2 separate regions of the Mus musculus genome follow, and region 2 is linked to region 1. Evidence: chromatin contacts called from public Hi-C data. All regions are on one chromosome and are shown on one strand. The core of a region is the stretch at or near the end of the contact, and the rest is flanking DNA. Distances in the headings are between cores, read along the strand shown.

Region 1 (6,382 bases), core at 2,869-5,368:
AATATGAACTAACCAGTACCTCCCAGAGCTCGTGTCTCTAGCTGCATATGTAGCAGAAGATGGCCTAGTCGGCCATCATTGGGAAGAGAGGCCCCTTGGTCTTGCAAATTTTATATGCCCCAGTACAGGGGAATGCCAGGGCCAAGAAGTGGGAATGGGTGGGTAGGGGAGCAGGGCGGTGAGGAGGGTAATGGGAACTTTCAGGATAGCATTTGAAATGTAAATAAAGAAAATATCTAATAAAAATAAAAGATTAAAAAAAAGAAGAAGAAAGAAAGGTCAAGTTGGAAGAGGCACCGACCATGCCTGGAAATTTGTATACAAACGGTTGCTAGCTTCCATTTTGGCTAAGTCCCTCAGACTAAGGAAAAATTTATAGTCATCTCTTTGAACCAGACAAGTCAGAAACTGTGTATACTGGTCTCTGGATCTAAAGCAGGCCAGCTTACCTCACTATTGAGGGCTTGGTAAGTGGAGGCTCTGTGGGGTCTCATTTCTCATTTGTTTCTTAGGACATTGCCTGCATCCCCAAATGTCCTCCTTTTGATACACCACCACCTATTTGTCCTGTTAGAGGATATTGTGGCAGGGAGAAAGGGGTCATCTGAAGACATTTCTATTTTTGGCTTACAGGGACACGGTTCTGTTTTATGTCGTATAGGTGGTTTCTATACTTTCAGGTCGGAGGGATACTTTTAATAATAAACCTGTCATTTGGGGACATCTGTGCCTTTTAAAGATCTTCCCTCCTCCCCAGCTCCAGGCTCCATCTTTTCAGAGTGTCCAGTTCACTCTGGGAGAAGAGGGCTTGAAGTCATAGTGCGAGCAGCCAAAAGCAGAGCTAGTACTGGGGAAAGAGCAGGTTTGACCGGGAGACTTTGTGTTGTGACGAGTGACAACAGAGGCGGTCTGTCTTCCTGCCTTTGTCCTGTCATCTCTGAACATCTCCATAACCAGATATTCCCCCATGACACTCAAGACACAATCACTCCCTGCCCAATATCATCATGATTGGATGGCTCCTAATTTTGCTTTGTTGGCACATGATTGAGCTACTAGCTCCCTTACAGTCCATCTTTGATGAGTTCTTCATCCAGTAGTGATGTTCATGTGTACATGGCTCCCTGATCATGCATAACAGCCTATACAATGCCCTCAGGTCTCTCACAGATTCATCACCATCCGGCAATAATGCCTGGTAGTGCTCAGGATTCCCAGAACGCTCAGACTAGGGTTCTCTTCTTTGGGCTGCCCTCACCTCGTCCTCCATCTCAACCTTAATTCTTCCTGTGAATTAATACAGGAATTAATTCAGAATTAATTAATTCTTAATTCTGTTCTGTGGCGAATAGCAAAAGGAAAACAAAACCAACCAACCAACCAATCAACTAAACAAACAAACAAAAAACGGGAGCCCAAGAGTTGGCCAATGACCAAATAAGATAGTCTTATCTAACCTGGAATCCCAGGAACTGAGGGAAGGATTTGAGGGCTAATGGTTTATTTTGAGAGATGAAAGAAAACCTTGGAGGGAAGAAAGAAAGAGAACCATATGAGCAAGCACCTGTAAAAGGTCTGCGGTTAATACACAGTGGGCAGTGCAGCCCAACCCAAAGGAGGACTTTGGGAATTTGTGTAGAATGTATATCGTAGACTTAACATTAACCCAAGAGGGAGTGGGCTGGGGACATATGCACCAGCCATTCAATACTCATGGGAAAAACTGTCCCTAAGGTATGCTAATTCCTGTCTGTGTTCCCAGTCAGGCAAAGTGGGCCCTGGCAACCAGAGGATACCATCTGGAAGCTGCAAGTCAGCTGTGAGCCCTGAATTAGGGAGAAGGAGGGGGATGTGTGGAACGTGTTTGCTTCAATGTATCCAGTTGATCATGGAGATGGGTCAGGCCACTTGCATTGTGACACAGCTAGGCTTTCTTTAGCCCATTTAGTGTGTTTGAAAATAAATGTGAATGGACTTCCAATGTATGCTGAGCAGTGAGGGTTCACACAACAACCCCACTTCTGGTTTTTATTGGACAATTAGATCTGGGTCCATATTCCCCCAGAAATGCTTTGTGTGCTGGGTCCTTAGGGTCAGTACTATTCACATATACTAGCGGTGGGGCCCTTGAGATATTTGAGAACTTCTGCTCTAAAAGTCCGAGCGCCTCAGAAGGAAGATGAACACAGCACACCTGCTCAGTTTCCTTTCTCCCTTTTAGAACTAGGAAATATATCAGGCTTCTCTCTCATCTCAATGCTTTAAACCCTTGTTGGACTGTTGCCAATCAAAGGAACCAGGAGACACTAAGCCACAGTCAGACTCCGCATACAAGGGAACCCCTGCTACTCATTTATCATTGCTGTTTGTGTATACGTACGTGCTGTTAGAACTCAGAGGTCAACACTGGGAGTCTTCCTCAATCACTTTCCACCTTAGTTTGGAGGCAGGGTCTCTCACTGAGAGCATCAGTTCAGCTACACTGACTGAGCAGGAAGCCCCAGGGACCCTCTGGTGGCTACCTCCCCAGTTCTGGGGTCACAGGAAGGTGCTGCAGCTCCTGGCTTTGCACATGGATACTGGCTATCAGACTTGGGACCTCACGCCTGTATGGCAGGCGCTCTACCAACTGAGCCACCTCCACAGCCCTTACTTGTTCTCCTTATTAGGACAAATTGCTTTCCGTGATTTCATGGCCACTGCAGGGCAAGGCTAACAAATGTCTCTCCTTTATCCTTCCATCAGTTCTGACGACATAAACCCTCCAAATTCTTCTCTTCCTTCAGCTTAGGAGTCAGTCATGGGCTCGCTTCATCTCCATGTTTCTTAACACACTCGATGTTAACACTTGGGGGGGGTTTCAAATAATTAATTAAATCCCCTCAGCAGGAGCCCTAGCTCCCCCGAGTTTCTCTGGAATACCTCAGCCCTCCAGGGGAGCCGGCACAGCTATTTATTGTTTTTGTTTCAAATCATTATTTAATCAAGAACGGAGAGGGGGGAAAGGCAACCTCTCACTTACACTTCAAAATTTAATTTCGGCTGAATTCCGAGATCAAGAGGCAGCTCGGTCTAATAGGTTACAAAAATACAATCAAGAAGAGAATTTCAATTAAACTGAACAAGTCCATTTACGGGGCTTCGAATGGCCCCATGGAGAGCGGCAGCTATAAATTGCTTCTTGCTTCTCTGCCATATGGGGAGCTGGGCGAGCTCACATGCTACAAGGCAGAGAGCTTGCAGCCAGAGGGTCCTGTTCGTTCCTTAAGAAACCAATCCCTTTGCTTCTCTAAGACAGAGGGACTGTTTTCCTTGGTGACATTCCTCTTTCTTTGACACTAATTAGGAACACAGCAAAAGAATAGACTCAGTGACCTGATGAAGTTCATCTGGAAGTCTGGATGGGCAGAGCCTGAACTTCTGAGGGTAAAGAAAAGAGTTCCTACAACCGAGGCATCTCCAGGCCCTGCAGTTCCTCTGACACTGGGTAGGGGGAGCTAGCTGGCCTCACTGCCCCTTCTCCTTCAGGAGGACCCTGAAAGGAATGACCACTCCCAGCTTCCCCCTTTCTCAGAAGCCTCACCCAAGGTCCTCCTGTCTACCAGCTTCCCAAATCCTCCATATAAACTTGGCTGGATAAAAATCTCCCCCCCCCCCCCCCGCCCCAGCCCGGGTTGAAAGGAAAAAAAGTAAGCTCAATAAATGAGTTTTGCATCAAGGTAAATTTCATTCCGTTTAAAGATGCATCTTATTTTATTCTCCAAGGTAATGGTTTTTTCCACCTCTTCTGGTGGTGAAATGTCTCTCAGCTGATAAATAGAAGGAAAAAAAAAAAAAGAAAATGGCTGTTTCTTACACAGCAGAGACTATGCTGTGTCATTTCTCATCCCCGAGTTCCTAAGTGTCCCCTCGCTATTATGAACCATGTCTCCTCTCCACTGCAGTGAAGGGCTTGGGTGCTGAGGCTTGCCTTTCTATAGAACTAACAGCAATTTTCCATCCCATCTTTCCCTAAAGGTTGCTGTCAGGCGCACCAGTGGATCCTGAGGCCAGAGGACACTGCTGGGTTTATTGGGACTGAGTCATTAAGAAAGCTTCCGTGGTAATAAGTCATGTTAGCAGCTACCATGTGTGTGATGTCAGATTCCAAGCCTTGACATGAGTTTTCCTACAACAGATGCCTGGAGCCTGGCAGGACTGCATAGTTGTTGTTGTTGTTTTGTTATTGGTATTTATATATGTGTGTACATATTCTTGGCAAGGATGTGGAGGTCAGAAGTCAACATTAGGTAACTCCCTTTTTTTTTTTTTTTGCATTTTTTAAAATTAGGTATTTTCCTCATTTACATTTTCAATGCTAGGTAACTCCCTTAATAATCACCCTCTACCTTGTTAGTTAATTGTTTAATTTTTTTTTTTGAGATAGGGTCTCCCAATGAATCTGGAGGTCAGCAGGTTAGCAAGACTGTCTGGGAAGAAGCCCTAGTGACCCTACTGTCTCCTCCTCCTCCTCCTCCCCCTGTTCTGGAGTCACAGGTTCACACCATTGTGCTTGGCTTTTATGTGGGTGCTGGGTATCCAAACCTAGGTTTGGGGTAACCGATTGAGCTGCCTCTCCTGACCTTAAAGTGAATAGATACCTGTCTCACACCGTCATCATATCCATCACGTTAACATAATTACTCCAAGTTACAGATGGCATTTACATGGGTAAGCACACGGTTCTCCTGCTCTCTGGCTTCAGATCTGAGTTTCTACAATGAGGAGCCACTTTTTGTCTCTCTAGGCCACAGCATCCTTATTCTATAAAGGGCATACTGTGTCTATCGAAGAGCTATGATAAAAGCACGAGGCAGTGTCACGGGTCAGCCATCTATGCTAGCATCCGGCACATGGTCATAGGTGCTTAGAGGACATTCGTTAGTGGTGTCATCCAAGATGTTACAGGAAGTCAGGGACTCCAGAACTCAGATCTGCTCCAAAGCCTGCATTTTGATTTCATATACTCTTTACAAAGCACATGAAACTTTCTTTGACAGACGTCACATTCTCCTTTCATGTGTTGGCATCTGTGTAACATGTGGTCCATATAGGACTGCCTTTGGCCCTGGTTACAGTACAAGTAGTGGGGGAAGAGGTGGCTTGGCTTCTCCATGGTTCGGATCCAGTCTTTTTTCTAGATTTCCTTTGCAGTTATGAAGTTTGATGGAGAAAGACCACATAACAGAAACGGAAAGACTTCTGCTAAGCACCGGGGGCCACCAGCATCCCCAATGTCTGCTCTCTGCCATCTCCCTTCCTTCCTACTTGTGTTACCTTACTAGGTCATTGTGTTCCCAGAGCCTCACTTTCTCCATCTGCAAAATGGGGATGATAATGATGCATACCTTTAAGAAACAGGGAGGGGAGGGCAGGGGGAATAATTATGCAAATTATGTGGTGGCATCTGCCACGTAGGGCATCCCATTCCTTTCTCTACGTGAGTCATTTCAAATCGATAAATCCCACCCATCCTTCAGTGCCCAGCTCAAATAACCTCTTATCACAAACCCCTCTCAGACATCAAGACAAGAAGTGTGACACCTCCAAGACAGTGTGTGTGCTCCCACTATGGCTGGCTGAGAGTGACACTCTGAACAGTCACCAACTGCATGAGTGTTAAGCACACTCCATGAGAAGGCAGACTCGACACCGAAAGGGATTAGCTATTGTATTGTAGTGTCAGGGGGAGTGTAGAGAAAGTGTCAGGGGAGAGATAATTGGCTGACGGGGGAATGGGATGAGGCGGCAAAATAACCTATTTGCCAATCCGTGTGCAATCATTTGACTGTTTTAACAAGCACAGGAAGGAATGTCGCCCACAGCCACGATCCTGCTCTAATTAAACCCACTGCTGGGTCCTTGAAATGCTCAGTGACCAAGCAAGAGAGCCTCTGGTCACCTTTAACCAACTAGGACCCAGTTCAGAGTCAAGGCCTTCATTTGCACAGGCATATATGAAAAGAATTTCCTTCAATGCTCCTGCTCTTGGCTGTTTTCAAAAGAACAATGGGAGCAGGGCAGAGGAGGCTCTCAGAGCTTATAGAACTTCCATTTTCCTTCTCATTGGCTAAGTCCTGCTCATAGTTTTCTGAGTTTACCTTCTCTATCTGCTCCAATTCTAGTGCCTTTTCCTGTCAGCCAACCTTCTCCCTCATCTCGGTGTCTGTCCTTTGTCACACTTGACTCTTTCCTATTGTCACCTCCCCTCATCTCTGTTCTCTCTTAGCAAGCACAGGCTTTCCTTCCTGTTCATCAGATGTCCAGAGCAAAAATGGTGCCCAACCCTTTATAGATAGATGCTCGGTAGACATGGATAGACTTGACAAAATGGTTGGTAGGT
Region 2 (6,382 bases), core at 1,143-3,642, 630 kb after region 1:
TAGAAGGGGGGGGGGGAACCCTCTCTTCTGGACAGCATCCTAAAGCAGTTGCATTCCCGATGGCAATGATGTGTTCAGAGTGAGCGGTCCCTCGAGGCGTTTTCATTCCATCCAGCCCATGCTCAAAGAGCAGAAAGGTGCTTATCACCCTCGGCAATCCTGGAGCCTGGCTGGAGTCTAACACGGAGAGCAGGGGCTTCCCCGCTTCTGCCCCAAGACCGGCAGCCTATGCAGGGCACTGGGTGGAACTGAACAGAGTCTGAAGCAAGGCAGTAAGAACGGCTAAGTCCTTCCATTCTCCTGCAAGTGTCGCCACAGGAGGGCGGGCAAAGCAATCGGAGGCGATGACATCAGGGAGTATCAGGATGCCTGGCTCTCTGCACGGTTTTAGAAACCAGCTTCGTGATTCCTGGCCACCTCTTTCCTCCATGGAGATGATAAGGGCGGCAGAAAGAGGGTGGACCTGGCAACATTCCCCTCCAATGGCTCTCGTGTTGCCTGTTGCATAGAGTGTGACCTGAGAAGAATGGTGACTTCGCCATTCCTGCCTTCTCAGACTGTCTTCCTGAGGGGTGCTTCACGTGATCGATCAGGGAGCCTAGCCAGCAGGACTGTGACCTGAGCAAATGAGTGTCCCCCACTTGCTGCATTTGCTCTCAATATTGGTGTATCAGAGGTGAAAGCAGATTCAGAGCTCAGCTTGCCGGCTGGAGAGATGGCTCAGAGGGGAAAGTGCTTCCTGCAAAGCCAGAGCGTGAGGAGCCGACTCCCAGCACCTATGCAAAAAGCTGAGCGTAATCCCAGCACCGAGGGGACTGGGACAGGGGGTGGAGGGGGGGGGGAACAGGATCCCTGGAACCCGCTGGACAGCCAGTTTAGCCAAATCAGTGGGCTTCCAGGGTTTCGCTAGAGACTGGCAAAAATAAGGTAGGGGAGCCCACTGAGGAACACACCCAATGCTAGCCTCTGGCCTCCACACACGTGCATGTGTGCCCACATGGTTATCCATATGCAAGTATGCTCGTGTGCAATTGCATGTATGTGCGTGTGTGTGTGTGGGCATGCACACACACACACACACACACACACACACACCAACTAGCACTGGAAAGGGGGCCACTCCAGTCTCCATCTTCCAAACACCCAAGGGAAGAATACAATGAAGTATACAATCAACAGAAAAAACAATACTGGCTCCCCAAACACTGGAGCAATAAAGAACAAAATTCAGAGTAATTATTGGCTAAAACCTCACAGAGAGAGAAAGATCTCAGCTTGTCTCTGAAGACTGAAGAAGCCGAGATGCTCGTAAATTTTACTGGGAGCTTACACTGTGCACGAGAATACAGTAAAACCACATAGCTGGACTTACAGTAACAGAGCGAGGTCCACAGCTTCCTGCTTCTCTAGGAGGCTATTTAGATCCTTGGGTTTTGCTGCTGTTGAATCCCAGTTTAATTCCAGAAAGTTCACCTCCCCGACTTAAAAAAAAAAAAAAAGGCACACAAAACTTACCACCGCAAGAACAGAACTGCCTGCCTCAATCCTAGAACTCTCCATGTAAATAAATGGCTCTTTCAAAGTAACATTGATAGGATTTGCCACTGGGGGAGAGGGGGAAATGTCAGGGAGAGTAAGGAAGATAGTTAGTTCTGCCTTCTTTCACACTCTTAGAGAGCTCACACTACTATAGGAAATGTGTACAAAGTCTCCTTAGACTCTAATGAGACACTAGCACAAACCACAAATGGTAGTGCGTGCTTATAACTCTTTAGTTAACAAGGCAGTTTCATAATGACAGGAAGTGACCATCTTTGTGTGTGTGTGTGTGTGTGTGTCTATGTTAAGGTCAGAGGTCAAGGTGTGGTTCCTCCGTACTGGCCACGTTGTTTTCAAAGTTAATTGGCTATTGGAGAGTTGATACAAGTCATGGTGTACCAGCAGGTCAGAGGTCAGACCTCTCCCTCTACCACATGAGTCCTGGAGATCTAATTCAAGTAGCCAAGGATGTCAGCAAGCATTTTTGCCCACTGAGCCACCTCAATGGATCACCACCTTGTTTGGCTTTTGTTGTCTTAGGATAGTCTCACTGGGAACTAGCTACCAGGCTGGCCTCAAACTAAGAGACCCACCTGCCTCCTGGTGCTGAGGCTAAAGGTGTGTACCCAACCCACTGTGGCTTTTGAGGAAGGGTCTCTTGCTTGGTCTGGAACTGAGTAGGTAGGCTACATGGGCTGGCTGGCAAGCCCCTGGCATCCCCCTGCCTCTGCCTCTGCCTCCTCTGGGCTGGAGTTACAAGCACAAACCACTACAGCTGCCTTTTCTATAATGTGGGTTCCAGAGATCAAATGCTTGCATGATAAGATTCTCATGATGAGAGCTGAGGGCTCTCTCCAGACTCTGTGGTGAGGAATCTAAAAAGAATTTGGGGGGAGGTGCTCCCGCTCTGGCTTCACACTGAAGAACTGGGGGGGGGGGGGGGGGGGGCGGAGTCTGGGAGCCTTTCAACGTCACACCAGCACATCCACGGTTTCCACATAACCTCCTGCCTGTCCCCGTGATCAATGGAAGAGAAACCTAAAATAAATTTCCGATCACTCAGCAGGCCAGCCAACCCAACAGACTTCACCAAGGCTTTCTCTTGGAAAATTTATTACTCAGAAAAACCTGTACTTTTAAAACTATTCTTACAGTTTACACTCACCCCTCAGAACCCTGAAGGTGGCACCAGCTAATGGTGCTATAGAAAGCCCACCAGCTGCTTGAAACGGCTGCAGATTTACCTTGTATTTAAGACAGTTTGGGCTCTTAGGAAGTAAGGATAGAAATTCCAAATTACCAGGTGAAAAGCAAAATTCTTTTTTTCCCCCCTCTTCCCTTCTCCCTCTTGTTCCAGCCCCTCACTCCTGCCCCGGCTCACTCCAGGGCCCACTAGCTCCGGGTCCCCCAGTCACTCTAATCCAAAGGGGTTTTGTTTTTCATTACAGATGGTTATGAGCCACCATGTGGTTGCTGGGATTTGAACTCATAACCTCCGGAAGAGCTGTCGGTGCTCTTAACCACTGAGCCATCTCACCACCACCACCCACCCCTTTTAAAGATTTATTTAATTTATATGAGTACACCGTAGCTGTCTTCAGACACACCAGAAGAGGGCATCAGATCCCATTACAGATGGTTGTGAGCCACCATGTGGTTGCTGGGAACTGGACACAGGACCTCTGGGACAGCAGTCAGTGCTCTTAACTGCTGAGCCATCTCTCCAGCCCCTGAGAAGCAAAATTCTTAAATATGGGGATTATCTACTGAAATTTTTAAAAAGCATAAAGGACAAATGAGAAATAGAAAATACTGTAAAAAGAATCCACTCTCTCCAATCAATCTTATCTACAAACTCCTTTTTACTTAAAAAAAGAAAAAAGAAAAGAAAAAGCCTTCCAGTCCTGCACAGAGGACTCACGGAATTGGTAGTGTCACCTGAAGGTAAGGATCTGGGGTCTTCCATGTCCCTAGTTACAAGTTTAGAGAGATGAGTCGCAATGGTGGCTAGACAAGCATTAAATGTTAGTATTCAATGGAAACATACGCTCTCTTTGGTGATAGCTATGGAAATCTGTCTGAAGTTGTCAGGAGGGCACTGATTTGGGAAGAGTGTAGGGGAGACAGCACACAGACACTGTCACGGATGAGGTTTCTTAGGTCGCATGGCCTTGGGTGACCTCTGAAGTTACAGACGACAGAGGCGCCCGTATCCCCATCCGCAAAGTTACTCCACATAAGTACAACGCGGTGACCAGGCACTGTAGAAGGAGGATAGTTTGCTACTGTCTCACCCCACCCCCACGGGGCCCAGCCCCTCCAATGAAACACACTTCCACATGCAGTACTGGAGGGCAGGGAAGGCAAGGCCATAGCTAAAGTGTCCTAACACCCTTAGTGACAAACACCAGACACATCGTGGGAGCTCCCAGCAGGGGTGCACGGTGGTGAGCACAGAAGACTGGGGTTCACCTCGGCGACCACTGGGGCTGTCAAGATGCTTACAGTGTGGGGATCCCGCAGTACCTGTGGTGACTGTGGGGTGGAGGACAGTAGAAGGCAGAGAAGAAACAGACCACGTGGCAACTTAGTGAATAAACATTGTTTATCCTGTTTTCTTAAGAATCCAATGGGAGAGCGGCCATAAACAAAGTGATTCTGTACAGTCTTCCGTGGAGGCACACGACTTCCTGTGGCTCCCCACACCCACAGCAAAACAAGGTGTGGACAGCCTACTGATTGCCCCGAGATGGTGACAGTCGCTCGGATCCGCTTCTTCTCTCGTGGCCTGTGGCGGCTAGAGCAGAAGGAATCTCCTGCTCAGCCACACCAGTCATTTCTCCAATAAGAGGCCCAGGGAGCAAGAGGGCCATGGCAGGTGGCTTCGCTGGGGCTCAAGCAGCACGCAGACTTGGCAGCTGCAGCATGACAGAGCTCTCCTTGTCACTAACGTGGGACAAACCTCGGGGGAGGCTGGAGGTTCTTCGATATTGAGCGGTCCAGTACTGCAGTGGGTCCAGCTGCAAGAGCGAGGCACCCACCTTGCCACCGCAGCTATGGGGAAGGGAGAACCCACATCACAGTAGGGCACGTGATGAGATCCTTGTAGCCACTGGGAGCCAGAGGAGTTACAGACGGAGACCTCTGGAATTCCCACTTCTTCCACCCTGAACAAGGACGGGCATACCTAAATGAATCGTGTTCGCTGGAAACTGCTCAGAGCAGTGACTTAGCATGTTAGGGACATGCCACCCCTCTCCCCCACCCCCAGCCCCATCCGTTGGCTGCAGTGTCCAGGGTGAAGACACTCACGCAGTCATTGGAGTAGAAGCCCAAGGCAGATAGATGTTCTATATCATTTATTTCTCCAAGAAAGTGGAGCCAGGAGAACCCTGCCCCATGCTTCCGGGCCCAACTCGGCAGGCAGGCACACAATCTGCCCAGCAGATTAGGCGGGAAAGCATACCTGCTGCTCTTCAAAGGCCTAAAGATAATTGTTAAAACGAGCTTCCCTTCAAACTCAAAGGAGGTCTGAAAAAAGGATCAAGTATAAACAAAACGAGACAAGAGAGGAATTCAAGGAAGGTGGGTGAACCCCTCTACTCCGAAAGCAAGAGTCTCTCTGGTGACTGAGTTCTGGAAGAGGCCGAGGCAGGAGAGAGCGGCACAGAGATGGAGGTGGCGGCCATGTGAGCGCCCTGAAGACTCCACAGTGCTCCCCATGTCCCAGGCCAAGGAGCTAGTCCCGGTAAGTTAAGAATTTTCTATTAAGAAGAAAACAAAACAAAAATAAAAACCACTCCAGAGAAGGGGTCAAGGGAGGAGGAAGCTCGTAGAAAGTCAAGCCGCTGACCGCCGGCGGATCACGAAGAGCCCACGCTGCAGCTGGCCCACGTAGATCCGCATCTTGGTGCTGTCGCTGGTCTTCCTCACCCAGATCTATGGGGACAAGACCAGAGAGGGTGAGTGATACGGACTCCGCACGGCGTGGGTGTGGCCGTGTCGTGTGGAGGGCCGCTGTGGAGCACCCACACCTCTAATAGCGCCAGCTCCACTTCTGCCTCAGCCATCAGGACTCTGGACTTGGTGATGGTATTTTTCAACCCCCAAAATATATGCAATCTGGAGCAAGAGTTTTTCAAAGCAATTTAAAAATATTTCCCTTGCCCCAAGGAAATTCCCTCACTTAACCTTCAGCCCCAGTGGGGGTGTTCTATGAGCTACTTCACCCACAACAGTCCTGTGGGGGGCACTTCAGGTGCTCCACTCACAGTACCTCTCCTCCCTAGCTTTCCATGGCTTGAGAAATTAAATGGCCTAAGGCAAGGTTTGCAGCAAGCCTGCCCTCACAGGGCTCTGCAGAGAGGGCTCCCCTCCCCTTCTCAGGCGTCAGGCTGTCTGTTTACTCCCAGTCTCCCCTCATTTCTAGTGTGAGTAATGAGTGCCCAAAAAGAGTAAGCAGAGTGTAGCTTAAACTAGAACAGGCTGAAGACCCAGCATGAGGCTAAGCCTCCTACTAGACTGTTTAAATAGAAAACTGACCCTAAGGGGGTCACCCACCCACTGGCCCACCAGCCAAACGTGCTCACAAAGGCCAAGCAGCTCCAGAGTATGCGGCAATGGGTCTGAACATGGGCTGGGACACTCCCAAGGACTGAGGCTGCCCCTCATCACCAGGCACAGAACTGTGACTCTGAGGCATGGTCCCTTTGGGAGCCCTTGGCACCACACTGGGTCACTGGACTACACTGGCATTCTGTGACAGAATGTGAAGGTCTTCATTAGGTCCCAGAGATGCCTGTGTGCTCCACAGAGCAGCCCACCATGCAATTGCAAGCCTTCT

What was found. Hi-C and Micro-C count contacts between places; a contact is called where the count stands out from the background.
Region 2: a contact with region 1 is called in a Hi-C map of adipose-derived mesenchymal stem cells, with 4 times the contacts expected there. The contact joins two enhancer-like sites. A contact is called at or near these places in 5 of 484 Hi-C or Micro-C datasets (adipose-derived mesenchymal stem cells, cerebellum, cortical neurons and 1 more), 3 of 115 datasets of contacts at active chromatin or transcription factors (embryonic hindbrain, embryonic midbrain and forebrain) and 1 of 9 other capture datasets (embryonic stem cells).

What each region holds. Positions count from the first base shown.
Region 1 is chr5:116,458,378-116,464,759 of GRCm38.p6, forward strand. The region is part of intron 8 of Srrm4 (serine/arginine repetitive matrix 4); the gene reads right to left. It overlaps Srrm4os (serine/arginine repetitive matrix 4, opposite strand), which reads left to right. Exons shown (of 4, transcript NR_015595.3): 3 at 3,347-3,426; 4 at 4,018-6,382. Among named protein-coding and RNA genes, the nearest start is that of Srrm4os, 23 kb to the left of the region's middle. Within about 2 kb of position 4,119, at least 15 of the 459 cell types and tissues checked have an H3K27ac peak or open chromatin away from gene starts, as enhancers often do. A contact at or near this core is called in adipose-derived mesenchymal stem cells, where this site is marked.
Region 2 is chr5:117,087,554-117,093,935 of GRCm38.p6, forward strand. Suds3 (suppressor of defective silencing 3 homolog (S. cerevisiae)) reads right to left here. Exons shown (of 12, transcript NM_178622.5): 12 at 4,125-5,478. The coding sequence ends at 5,380. Among named protein-coding and RNA genes, the nearest start is that of Gm42011, 15 kb to the left of the region's middle. Within about 2 kb of position 2,393, at least 32 of the 459 cell types and tissues checked have an H3K27ac peak or open chromatin away from gene starts, as enhancers often do. A contact at or near this core is called in adipose-derived mesenchymal stem cells, where this site is marked.